2 separate regions of the Mus musculus genome follow, and region 2 is linked to region 1. The links are chromatin contacts, called in public Hi-C maps. All regions are on one chromosome and are shown on one strand. Each heading gives the region's core, a stretch centred on a gene start, on an enhancer-like site or on the middle of the called end of the contact. The rest is flanking DNA. Distances are from core to core; before and after follow the strand shown.

Evidence for each region. A called contact is a pair of places that touch in the nucleus more often than the background predicts.
Region 2: a contact with region 1 is called in a Hi-C map of adipose-derived mesenchymal stem cells, with 1.8 times the contacts expected there. The contact joins the enhancer-like site here to the promoter of Vgll3 in region 1. A contact is called at or near these places in 2 of 39 promoter capture datasets (both in the 3T3-L1 cell line), 11 of 484 Hi-C or Micro-C datasets (the AML12 cell line, the C2C12 cell line, adipose-derived mesenchymal stem cells and 4 more), 3 of 115 datasets of contacts at active chromatin or transcription factors (embryonic fibroblasts, embryonic stem cells and fibro-adipogenic progenitors) and 3 of 9 other capture datasets (adipose tissue, liver and pancreatic islet).

What each region holds. Positions count from the first base shown.
Region 1 is chr16:65,811,925-65,818,163 of GRCm38.p6, reverse strand. It overlaps Vgll3 (vestigial like family member 3), which reads right to left and starts at 2,975. Exons shown (of 4, transcript NM_001368760.1): 1 at 2,406-2,975. The coding sequence starts at 2,531.
Region 2 is chr16:65,865,948-65,872,638 of GRCm38.p6, reverse strand. Vgll3 (vestigial like family member 3) reads right to left here. Exons shown (of 4, transcript NM_001368760.1): 4 at 6,271-6,691. Among named protein-coding and RNA genes, the nearest start is that of Gm52259, 42 kb to the left of the region's middle. Within about 2 kb of position 3,373, at least 21 of the 459 cell types and tissues checked have an H3K27ac peak or open chromatin away from gene starts, as enhancers often do. A contact at or near this core is called in adipose-derived mesenchymal stem cells and muscle stem cells, where this site is marked.

The sequences.
Region 1 (6,239 bases), core at 1,726-4,225:
TTGTTTAATGCAGGAAGAGATGTCACCCTCACTTTTGTCTCCCAAACAAAATATTATTAGGGATTACATCCCATGTACAGAGAAAACAACCTTCACGGATAATAATGATCAAACCTTACGGAATGCAAAAACAACAAAAAATATGTATTCTCAGATGACTACGGCATTAGGGCCAAGTCAATATTAGGCCCACTTCGCCCACGCACTGGATAGTCTAAAAATGCTGTCAGGCTGATAAGAATTTCCTGACTTACTCTTTTTTCCAATAGAAAATATAGGTCATCAAAACAAGCTCTGACAGTAAAGGAACAGCAATGACGCCGTCAACTCTCTTTAGTCCAATAACAGGCAAATAGTTTATGAACTAGAGGAAAATTTAAATATCAAAGAAACCAATTTAATGAGAGAAGTGTGCAAGTGTGCTCCTCTCAAGCAAACCCTTCCAGTAGACTCGGGCACTACCTAACAGACGTCTATAGAAGCTCAGACTAGAGCAGAAGCTGGGAGTTTATGTAACTGCCCAACACAGACAGATTAGGCTCTTTTTGTGCTTTATTTTTATTTTCCTTGTCAGTTTGTTCATAGTTTTTAAGCAAAAGAAGGGAATTTGGGGTTCAAATTTAGGTCTATTGCAAAATGAGATAAAGCACTCAGAGACAGTTCGAATTGAAAACTAACTTTCATGATTAATGATTTTTCATTTGTCTAATTCGGCCTTTGATTTTTCTTGCTGAAGGAGAGTAACAATGGTGACCTCTCCCTACACAATCATATTTCAATGGGATTAATTTCATAATTCCATAGAAGACGACCATGTTCACAACATCTATGATTCCTTACTTTTTCAGGAGAGAAAGTTAATTCTCTGTATATTTAAAAACATCTAAGTCTCCCGCTCATCCACACTCCAACTAATGTTAATTGAAGGCCTCTACAGCATGAGAGATGGACAAATACCCAAGGTCTCTGCCTGGATTGAACCTACGACGCTACTATTTTGTGTCAAAGAAAACATGATAAGTCAAAATATTTTTGTTTGCCATTCTTGACCACAAAATACAAAAAAAAAAAAAAAAAAAAAAACTGCTTCTCCTATCTCTCCCATCAAAGGTAATTTTGTTTTAAAATAGTAAAGCTTTCTAATTTTAACGTAAGTAATAAATACTAGCAAGGAAGTGGGGTCTTCTGTCTTGTGTCTCATTTGGTCTTCATTAAGATGGGATTGTTTAACGATGACTCCTGGACTTGTACCCTTTCAAAGTTAGCTGAATCTGACAGCCACTAAATCTCATACAGAGTTATAGTCTCTTTCCCAAAGAGTAGCCCTATACTTCTAGAAAAGGGACAGGGGCAAAGGAAAAAATAGAAATTCAAAGATCAGATTGCTCCAAGGGTCAAACCCTGAAGGCCAGAATAAAACATACAGTTCCTAAGAAATGAAAAACAAGTCGAAAATCCTGTTAATCATTATTTTCTAACTATATCTAGCTGTATTTTTAAGTTTCAATGGAATTAGCCTACTCTAATCCCTGATTCAGTATAGCCCCTTGTCACAGGCACGTTTTACTGTTTTTAACATTGCTCTAACTAAATTTTGTTGCACTTGCTGTGTGGCCACAGAGTAATCTCAAGAATTCCTAGTGGCAAGTTCTTCCAGTGTCTACCCTTATCATCTAGTTTCCAGGTCCCTTTTACCAACATTTTCAGTCTCTTGGCTGGGTGGGGCCCAGGCATGCAGATACTCCTGGCTACCTTGGGCTAAGAAACACAAGTCCACTGAAGAACACCAGAAGGCTCTGTGCTTTGTTAGGAATAGAAAGTCAATGAAGAGCCTTTTGAGAATCCCTGTCTAAATCACAGCCGCAGGGAGAAAGGCAATGGATAAATTCTAGGAACACTGAATGTGTCTTACATCCGACCAGTGTTCCACCCTCAAAGTCCCAGTACTGTCCCAGTCCCAGCTCTGTGAGCTCCCTTCTCAGGTACCCTCTGCTACCTCAGTTACATACTTCTGCCACTTACTCCAGAAAACGCTGAAATACTTTACTTGCCCAAGGAAACAAAGTATTTGAGTTAAAAGTTTACTCACACAGTCCTAAGACAGATGCCTTTCGTGAGCTTCAGGGAACTGAGTCCTAAGGACCAGCGAAGCTGGGAGCAAGAGTCTCTGAGTTCAGGTGACACAGCTCAAATAAGCCCCCGGCCAGGTAAAACCTTTCCAAGGATCCCAGCCCTGCCATGCTCAGTTCTGCCCTTCCGGGAGTGTCTTTTTCTTCCTATGGTTCCCAGCAAGTCCTAAAGCATCTTTCACGCCTCGGGACCCGGCGGGGCACGGCATGAGCCTGACACCGATACCCGGTGCCCCTCGTCCCCGCCCCCGGAAGGCTGCCGGGCTGGTGACTCACCTGCTGGCCAGGTTGGGGAGCCGGATGATAGCAGGCTGTAGGGCAGGTTGCAGCTGCCACAGGGTTGGGCAGATACTGGGGCGCTCCATACGGCTGGGGGTGATACATCACCTCCGCACAACTCATGGCAGCGGGGCCAGCGGCGGCCCCGGAGTCGCCGCCGCCGCTCTAAGCGCTGGCGCAAGGGGCGCCACCGCCACCGCCGCCGCAGCTGCTGTCCGCGTCGCTGAACCAGCTGCTACTGCGGCTAAGGCGGGTCCTCGGCGGCCTCGGGCTCCGCGCCGGGAGCGAGCTCGGGAGGGGTTGGCAATCAGCGGCGGCCCATGCGCGGGCACCTTCATTTTCAGCCCCTCCGGGTGCCCCCTCTGCTCGCGCTTATATAGCGACGGGACGACGCTGCAGCCCGCCCCGCGGCAGGAGCATGACAGCGCTGGGCTCAGGCTCAGGCAACCGCATCCGAGACAGGAGCGTACTCCGCAGTACCAGCAGCAGCTGCTACCCAGTCCGGGCTAGGGCCGCTCCAGGAGAGCAGCAGTGCTTTTGCATACACACAATGCACGCCCGGGACTCGTCCTATCACTAGCGCGGGCGGCTGGGCGAGGACCGGGAGGCGGGGGCAGGGTAGCCGGAATGTGGGGAGGCGGGGTGCTTGCCTCCCCAGCTCTCAGGAGCAGTTTATCAGAAAAGTTCCATCAACTCAGGTCCACAGCGGGCGGGTCGCCCAGCAGGGGGACCCTGGGGAGGGCGGCTGCGGATTGGAGCGAAGTTTGCAGCCCTCTCCGCCTCCGGGCCCAGTGATGCTGGTGGGAGGAGATTGGTATGCGAGAGGCTCCGCGCCCTCAAAACTCCAAGGTTCCCCACCCAGTCTCAGTCACCTGGCGGCCTGGACAGAGTTGCCCAAGTTCTGGGAGTTTTTTCAGAGAGCATCAACTCCGATGGTGCTAGAACCCGATTAGAGGAAAGCCAAGTGTAAATAAAGAGAGTTATAAAACAGGCCGGGGGAAAAATATGGGCTTAGTTCCTCCATTAAAAATAGACCAAAGTGAAAGTTAACAGTGCCTTGAAGTGCCCACAGGCTAACAATAGTTGTTTCCTTGCAACATCTTCACTTAAAAGGCACATCTTGGTGGATTGGCATCCTGGCGATGTATATATATCTTTCCTGGCCTTTATAAGCTGGCTTGAATACAGCAAGAGCAAATAATTGGCTACCATTTTAATGTCTTGTTTATATGCATGTAGCTTAAAACCTTCTACAAATTGAAATAAAAAATTGTTTTTAAAAATATAGTTATACTCCAGTGAAATCATCAAATCTAACTCAATCAACCTTTACCTGTCTGACAAACAGAAAATTTTCAGTAAGGACCAAAAGGCCTAGTCTTTTTCAAAAGAAATGTCTCTTTCTTTGTCGAATGCATTAATGTTGCATAGAGTAAATCACACACACACACACACAAACCAAAGATCATACTTTGAAGCCATTATGCCCTCCCACCAGGACCACCTCTGTTTTGGGGAACAGTTCATGTGTGTGGGCATGTCAATATCTCCCCTAACACTCACACCAAGATTGTGTTTGGTATTTTGTTATGCCATAATGGAATTTCTTCACTCATTCATTATTTTTATCAATCAAGTCTTAAAATATGACTATTAAGAGTTTATGTAGGCCCACCAAAAAAAAAAAAAAAAAAAAAAGAAAGAGAGAGAGAGAGAGAGAGTTTATGTAGTTCAGATTTTAAACTGTACTCTTTCTGGTAGAACTTACTTTATGTGATTATAACTCCTTTGTCCCAAGTTGATATAGCCTGGTTAGACCCTTTTCCAGTGATCTATGCTCATGGTTACAGCTTCTCTCCAGGCAGTTCTGCGAGGTACAGTCATAACAACAGCCACCACCCACATTCCAATCTGAACTTTGTCTAATGGTGTCTGTCACAGATAATAAAACTCCACCTCCCAGCTGAACTGGGAATAGCTGGGAAGTTCGCAACCTTCCCTCTCCTCACAGTGCCTGCATCTGGTCTTAACCTTCAGTAAGTATATCCTAAACTCTACACTTCTGCTTACATCTCTTACTGTAAGCCCTAGTTTGTCCAGCTATCTCATTCAGATTCTTGAATGACGCTTATTACTACTTCCCCAGCCCCATAACCAAACATCTTCTAATCCATTCTTCAGGACACCTATTCCAATAATGATCTAGCCTCAGTAAGCCAAACAGAGCCTTGATGCTTTGACTTTTTTTTTTTTCTTATGAAGGACAACTCACTAATCTAAAAGTTACTGGCTTGCAGTAACTTTTAAGCCCTATTTGTACAGAAATCTAACAGAAGACCTCTTCTTTGTAATGTATTTATTTTTTTCACGGGTTTGCATGAGTGAAGATATCTGAATGTGTGAGGTCATCTGTAATGTACACAGACATATACATTATACACAGTTGTTTATTTGTTTATTACCTCTCTGTAGGATGAACTGGGAAGTAGTTGAATCAAGCACTCAGAGTTTTAGGCTTCTTCCTCTCTCAGTTCTGTCCCCAATCTCCTAGGAGACCTCCTTCTGGAAGGCTGTGAAACAAACTGTTTTAAACTGATGACTTTTTCTTTTAGACCAAGTTGGCCTCGAATTCAGAAATCTGCCTGCCTCTGCCTCCCAAGTGCTGGGATTAATGGCGTGCGCCACCACGCCAGGCTAAACCGATGACTCTTAATACTCTTCAGCAGGAATCACCCTAATTTTGATTAACAAACCAGTGAAGATTGTAGCTCTAGTTGCTATTTTTCTTTCTCATTTCTTGTTCCACATTTTGTCTAGAATCTAATTCTGGACAGAACTTCACTAGGTCTGGATTGATCATGGAAAGACAGTTTGACAGGTTCTCTTGACCCTAGAACAGAGCCAGCAGGGCATGAGACTTCACAAGTGTTGGTTGTTGCTGTAGATATAAGGCTTGTTTGTGTAATAGTATAAATATTTCCACATTCCTCCTTCAAAGAATGCCCTCTCTGCTAAGGTTAATGACTTCATGATAATCAGAGACACCATGAGTTCTAGGGAAGCAGGTGTGTCTCAAAATTACAATAGAATGCTATGATCTTCAGGACAGCCCATAAGGCTGTGGGAAAGAACTCTGAAAGCATGAGTTCAAAAATATATTTCTTAACTATGCAAAATATTAAGATGCAATATAAATTGTATATTCAGAGATCTAAAGGGACAGAGGCAGCTGCACTATGAGCTACTCTGTCAGAAAGATAATAAGGAAGGAAGTAAAGAGATTTAGGGAGTGGCGACCATAAGGCAAGATCCCACTAGCTAGTTTGTTTGTTTGTTTGTTTGTGTATGCTTACAATGTCAGGTAGATTCCTGAGTTTAAAAGCCACACATGCACACACACACACACACAAATACATATATACACACACACAAACACACACAGAGAGAGAGAGAGAGAGGCAGACAGACAGACAGACAGACAGACAACAGACAGACAGACAGGGAAAGTTTTACAGGAACAGTTTTACTGAGACAGGTTGCAGGTGAAGCCAGAAGAAGCTAGAAGTTTAGAACACATTTCCTTAGTTAGAGGCCAAGCAGAGCAAATCAGTCCAAAGCTGAGACAACCCAGTTTAAATTAATCAGCTTTTAAAGGATTTTAAGTCAGAACAGCTGAGTTGATCCAGCTAGTCAGAGTTCAGAAAGAACTGGAAAGGGTGAGCTTATTCAGCAATAAGTCTCTAAGATGACAATTATATCTCCTGAATAAAAGTTACATTTTAAACTGGCAAGGCTAGAAGTTTCCAGGTCTAGGAATAGTTAGAACAGAGA
Region 2 (6,691 bases), core at 2,124-4,623, 54 kb before region 1:
TGTTTTCCAGAAGTGCACGGGTTGTTAGCAACACAAGTAGGTCAGGAATTTTTCTTTCTTCATATAATCTAGAGCACATTCTTTCTGTACTAATTCAATATTAAAGACATTAGTACTTGAAGAGTGTAATAATTGTCCTTACTCACATGGTCATACACTTCCTTGTGTGTTTTACCTAAGAAACAAACACAGGACTGCTCCACCCAGAAGATCGCCCATGCCTCTCTCTGTTCAGATTCAAGATATTTGCACACAAATTCTTCATTCAGTGTCATCTTCACAAATGTTCTCCCTGTCTCTGTAAATTCTTTCCAAAACATTTTAGCATTTCCTTCTGTCTCTTTCTTTCCAAAGGAAGCCTTTAAAAACATTTTCCAGAATATAGTCCTTTTATCTTATGCAAATGCACAGCTGAATGGGCTGCAACAGATAGGAAACATAAAGATGCAAAGCCACAATTTAAAGTACTGAAGTAGGAATTGCTTCCCCCTCTCCCCCCCTCTCTCCCTCTCTTCCTCTCTCTCCTGTCTCTCTGTCACTCTGTCTCTGTCTCTCTTGCTCCCCTCCCCTATCTCTCTCTGTGTCTCTCTGTCTCTCTCGCTCTCACTCTGTGTGTGTGTGTGTGTGTGTGTGTGTGTGTGTGTGTGTGTGCGCGCACACACACACTCACAGTGGGGCTGTAATTCAGAGAAAGCTCCCCAAATCTTGAAGAGGAGTTTTGGTGCACTGCTCTGTTCCTCTCTGTCGTATTCCTAAAACATTTAACACTTCAAGAATTGGTATGCATTTATTGTTCAGTTGTCATATGAATCTCTGCTGTATCATTCATAGTTTAGTATATTTACTTCCAAACTGAGGTGATGAATTGCTTTTTCATAGAGGAGGTATATTTAAGGGATTAGAGACAAAGGCATATTCATTATGAGTCTATCAAGGGCAAGGTTACAAGATTCCTTGTTTCACCAGGAACCTTCTAGACCTTGGGAAGAATGAATATCCATACTATCCGTTACACAGTTGTGTTTTTAAAATTAATCTACATCTAGCTTATCTGCATTTAAGAACATCATATGTAATTCATCCCATCCATTTTTAAGAACGTTTCCATTCTCTTTCATGCAGACATTTTTTATTATATATTTCAAAAATGTAGAAGCCTCCATCAGCCTCATAGTATAAGATAGATAATCTAAAGAAGAGTCAAATTAGTAGCTAGGTATAGTTTAGAGTATACTTAAACCATTTTCCAACCACATTCATGTAGAATGCATTCATTTACACCTTAATATAGGGACAGCTCCTCAAGATACTTAAAGACAAATAGAAAACAGCCAGAATGAGATTTGTAAATGAAAAGACAACTTGATATAATAAGGAGGAGGCAAACATAGAAATCATTTGGCCTGGGGAAATATTCAGTGCTAACTCAGGGGTTACACAAATCACTTAAGATCTCCCTATACCTCAATTTTATTGCTTAAAATAGGAGTACAAGAACTGGGCCTGGGAGTATTGCTGCGACTCAATGTGGCTTTCAAAGTTCCCAACTATTATAAAGTCCAAGATTTGTAAGAAATCCACTATCAAGCAGATTTTATGCATCATCTTATTAAATCTATATAGTCAGCCTGCAATGAGGGTGTTGCCTTTTAGATTTAAATGATGGGAAAGTGTATTTTTTCCCATGACAAACAACTGGTATAAAAAAGACAGTATTGAATTATTTTGCACCCTTAATACTTTTGAAGAATAAAACAAAACTATGAAATAAGACAGTTTTATATCTTTTTAATTATTTGTTTTAGCATATCATCTTGCCCTAGTGCATATTCACAGTGTGAGAAATGAGGGATCTTCAAAAATATTAATATAAAAATCAGAATTAAAACGCACTTTAAAAGATTTATCTTTACGCGTGTTTTGTCTGTATATATGTAGTAGGTACACCACATGCTTTCCCATGCCAGGGGAGGCCAGACGCATGTGTTAGATCCTCTGGAACTAGAGATACAAGCAATTGAGAGCCATCACACTGTGTCAAGAAGAAAAGGCCTCCTCTGCAGAGAGCAAAGCCTTCTAACTGCATTTCTCCAGCCTTTCTTTTGTGGTTTTTTTTTTTTAAACAAGATCTTGGATCTTATTCACCAATAAAAGAGATTAGAGATTGATAATTTCAGATTAAAAATAAGATTTCAACAACAACAACAAAAGAATGTTGCACTTCTTGTAACCCATTACTATTTAATAACATTTGAAATTTGCCTCTTAAGGGAATAAAAGAAGACTTTAATCCTTCAAACAAGAATGTTGAAGGCATTGGTTCTGCATCCCCCAAACTGGAAATAATGTCCTGCATTTCCAAAGACTGTTATAAATCGAACTGGTTTACAAAAGCCAGATTGGTCTTTCTCAATCTCCCAAAACACCCTGTTCCTGACCTTTCTACTAATGTATTCTGACACTGAAGATCTTCAGCTTTGACCAGAGCAGGAACCAGAGGGAGCCGCGTGAAGCTCTGCAGGTGATGGCGTGCTCACACTTGGGCTGAACCCAGGTTGTTGCTTGCACTTGAGTGGCCTTAGCAGTGACTTAACTGAAGATTCCCACAGCTATTCGGTTCAGCTGGAAAGAGAGAGATACCACTATGTACTTGGTGATAATACAATCACAGGATCTTAACTTGTTAATCTTTATAATCTCCAAATGGTGACTCTGAATACCACATTCATTTTTCAGATGACCACATTAAGAAACAAGGAAATTATCCAAGAATATGCAGCTTCTAAGTTACAATGCCTAAATTCAGACTCCTATTTTATTTTGCTAAAACTCAATGTAAATCTGTGAAGATTTGGCAAGTGTGGGTGGTAACTGTTTACAGAGAAAAATGTTGGGTTATTTTATACTTATCTCCTCTTTGTATTTGTAAGTAATTTTAGTTTCTCCCAACTAATTTAGATTTCTTTCCACTGATTCTGAATGATAAACTGAGGAAATCGGGTGTTAAATGACACCAAGGAGTTGCTCTGAACTCTCTTTCTATAGTCAAGGCGGTCCCCTTCACATTCTTAGCCCTTTTTGCTAAAGTCTTTCAACAAAAGTTTAATAACAGACTCACATTTTACAGCTTCTCTGAGGTCCCCTCTTCCTCCTTGGGTTCTCAGGAGACAGGCACATGTTTACTTTCACAAACGGGTTAGGGACTGGTGTTACAGAATGTGATGACACTTAAAATGGTTATTTTGTGATAGAAAGTTTGGAGCATCACCCCCAAAAGGCCACTCACAACAGGACTTTCTCACCCACCCTTGCCATGACAAGCCTTAATGGAATCTGCCTGCGGAGTGTCTGTGTTCTGTGTGAGGCTGGTGTCCATGCAAGCCCAAGCATGTTCCCCAAAGTTCAGCCTTTACAACATCTCTAGACTCATTCCTTCAAGGCACCACCCACCCTTTCCAATGGGAATCAGTGGAAATAATTCTTTTGGAATTAGCATGTAAGTGGGAGAGTGTGTTAGATTTGTGCTTTCAGAAGATTCATGGGGGAAGGGCAAAGCCAAGATGGGAAAACGAATATCATTACCACCAAAATGTTCTTCTCCAGAATGAGGGAGTACACCCTGCAGCTGTTTAACATGGCTGCACTGCTCAACATATTTTGCATATTTACATACACCAAGTATTTCCAAACAGGCTTGTGTTTGTTTAAAATCCCCCAAAGAAATGTCTGGTAAAACTGTCAGTGTAGAAAGCTATTTGCTTAGTGCAGTTTACAAAACTGTTTTCAAAATCATGCATGTGTGTTCATGTATATCTGTATGAGCAAAATAGTCACTGTAATTAGCAACTTTGTAGAAAAATCTGGATGAATCTACTTATCACACTAATTTTTAGAAGTGAAATAAGACATAGTCTAAGACCAAAGAAATGGAGAAAATACATTAGTTGAAGCTAATTACTTTAGTTAAAATTGTATACACAACAAAATATTAGTTAATATATTTCAGTAATCTTTGCTTAGTTCTAAACTGTCAAAAAGGAGTTTTCTTACTTGATATTATCATTAATCTTTGACTTTTAAGTACTTGCAGTCCAACTTTGCTCAGGTCTAATTGACAAAACAAAAACTATATAAATTCAATGTATACAAGATAGTTTAATGCAGACATACACATACACACACACACACAAACATACACACATACATATTGTATGATAATTACTACCACCAAAATCATTAACATATCTGTCATTAAAACTTCTTTGTGTTTTGCAAGAAAACCCAGCACAAGACAGATTTTTCATGTAAGTGATTTCTTTTGGAAACTTAAAACACCACAAAAACCACACATAACTCATTCTAAAACAGTCTGAGGAACTTTCAACAGAAGGGATTGGGTAGTTTAAAGCTATATTTTCCTTTTAGCAAGATCCACAAGAAAAGGATAGAGTATCATGCTTAAGGGGGAACAGATTTTGTAGTTTTTGGCAAGATATTAAATCCTCTGTTGCTATATTTGGCTCTCTGTAAATAGCGGCTCACACAAGTGCAAGGCAAGGATCAATGCTGGGTGTTCTTCATTCAGCCACAGCCAAACTTGGTATGGAAAGTAAAGCACTTGTGTTTGGATGTTGTTTCCAGCAGCCTCGAAGCTGATTTATTGATCAACAGCATTCCACAATATGGATTCCTACTTTGCACATTAAATCTATCAAAGCCTGCTTGCTTTTCTGTAACACTTTTCCACCGCTTAACTGATAGCAGCTGGAGTGGTTCAATCTGGATGCAAGTGTCCAAGACTTTACCACGTCAATGTGGTTATCTATTGCTATTTAGTCCAATGAGATACTTGGAGAATTGGCACATCACAGGATGGACATAAGCCCCACCCCTGAACAACACAATTAAATGGTTGGTTGATGATTGTCCCCAGAGAAAACAATTCAGTGAGAATGAACCTATCAAGGACTATTGTCTAACAATCTATCTAGAACTGTTCTCTAACCCTTTTGAGTTCTGGCTGTGACCAAAGGGTCCCAGATACTTCGTGAAGTATTTGAAGAAACAGCAGAAATTTTCTTGATGACCGATTATCTAACAGAAAGACATTCCACATAAACACAGAAGCAAAGAATACATTCTACTATTTGTGATGAAGTAGTAAGTTCTTCCTGCTTATAACCTGATTTAAAACAAAAGCACTAAGGGCCATAAATAATTGTGGTAGAATAATATGTGTTCATATTCTTTCCCCCTAAATTTGTTTGTGTCCCATACAGAAACAGGGACCTTGCAGATAAGGGTCATGAAACACAAGCACTATCCTGAATTCCATAAGGAGAATCAATTTAACCACAGAAGGGCATTATCTATACAAGGATAAGGCAGATGAGGATGTACAAATACGAGCAGATCAGCCAGAATGCGGCTGGTTTTGGATAGGGATGAAGGGGCCAATACCTGGAGGACTTCTGAAACTGGAAGCAGGAAGAACATAGATGTTCTTTGGAGTGTGAGAACAATATGTACTCTGTGCTTTGTAGCCTAAGACAAAACACTATGCTAGAAGCCCAATAGGTACAGAACTGTAAACTAATCAGTTTGCATTGTGTCAAGTCATCCTATTTCTAATAATTTTTTACAGCACCCATAAACCTCTAATATGCTACCCCAGTCTATTTCAAACTGGTAGGAAGATGTGTTAAATTATTTCACATGCAGTGCTAGAGGATATTCCTATTTAAGAGTGCTTTCCAAAAGCACATTTTTCTATTAAAGAAAATTTAATAAGAAAAAAGTGGGGGAAGGGCCATGTAGTGAGCATGTGCATCTTCCTTCACAACAGAGAATCTTAGAAACCTCTCTGCAGGAGCATTTCCTTAATGTCAGCCATGGGCAGAATAGCTCTGTTGCTGCTGTTGTTGTCATCAATTTATCTTTTCATATTGCTTATAGAAAGTTCTATGCTGACGAATGTGGAAACAAAATCATCAGGGCATGTTTCCCAAAGGGTCAAGCAAATAACTTAGCAGCAGCATCCTGAAAAACTTCTCAAGTCTCCTGCTGTTATGTCATTAATCAATTTCACTTGCTCTTCCACCATAAACATGCTTCCTAATCCACTCCAAACTGTAACAAATAAATGCCATGGCTCTGGAAATTAAACTCATAGTTTATAAAAATCTAACATGAGATGATTGAATGATATCTACAAGTTGTTAACATACAAGGGAAACAGAGATTTAGTTACTAGAAGTGCAAACCCAATCATTAAAGTCACATTAAATTATTTATTGAACAAGTTAAAGAAAATGACATCTGTTCTTCTCACAAAGTCATCCATGATTGTATATCAATGACACAGTTATAAGTCCTGCATTTGAAGAATGAAAACAAAAAAAGCATATGATTTTACAATTATAAAGTCAAAAGATTTAGCAATTATCCATTATCTATTAGGTAACAATGACAGCATAACCAAGATTGCTTGATTTCCTTTCTGGAAATAGGAAATCAAGATGGTGTGATTTCTCTCAGAACTAACAAATCTGGAATCATACCGTATGCCGAATGCTGTAAGATATCTGTAAGATATGACTTCTACTATTAGTTTTCAGTTTACCTTATCAAGTGATAAATATAAAATATCATATTGTGCATTTTCTCTTTACAAAACCATTTCACCTTACCT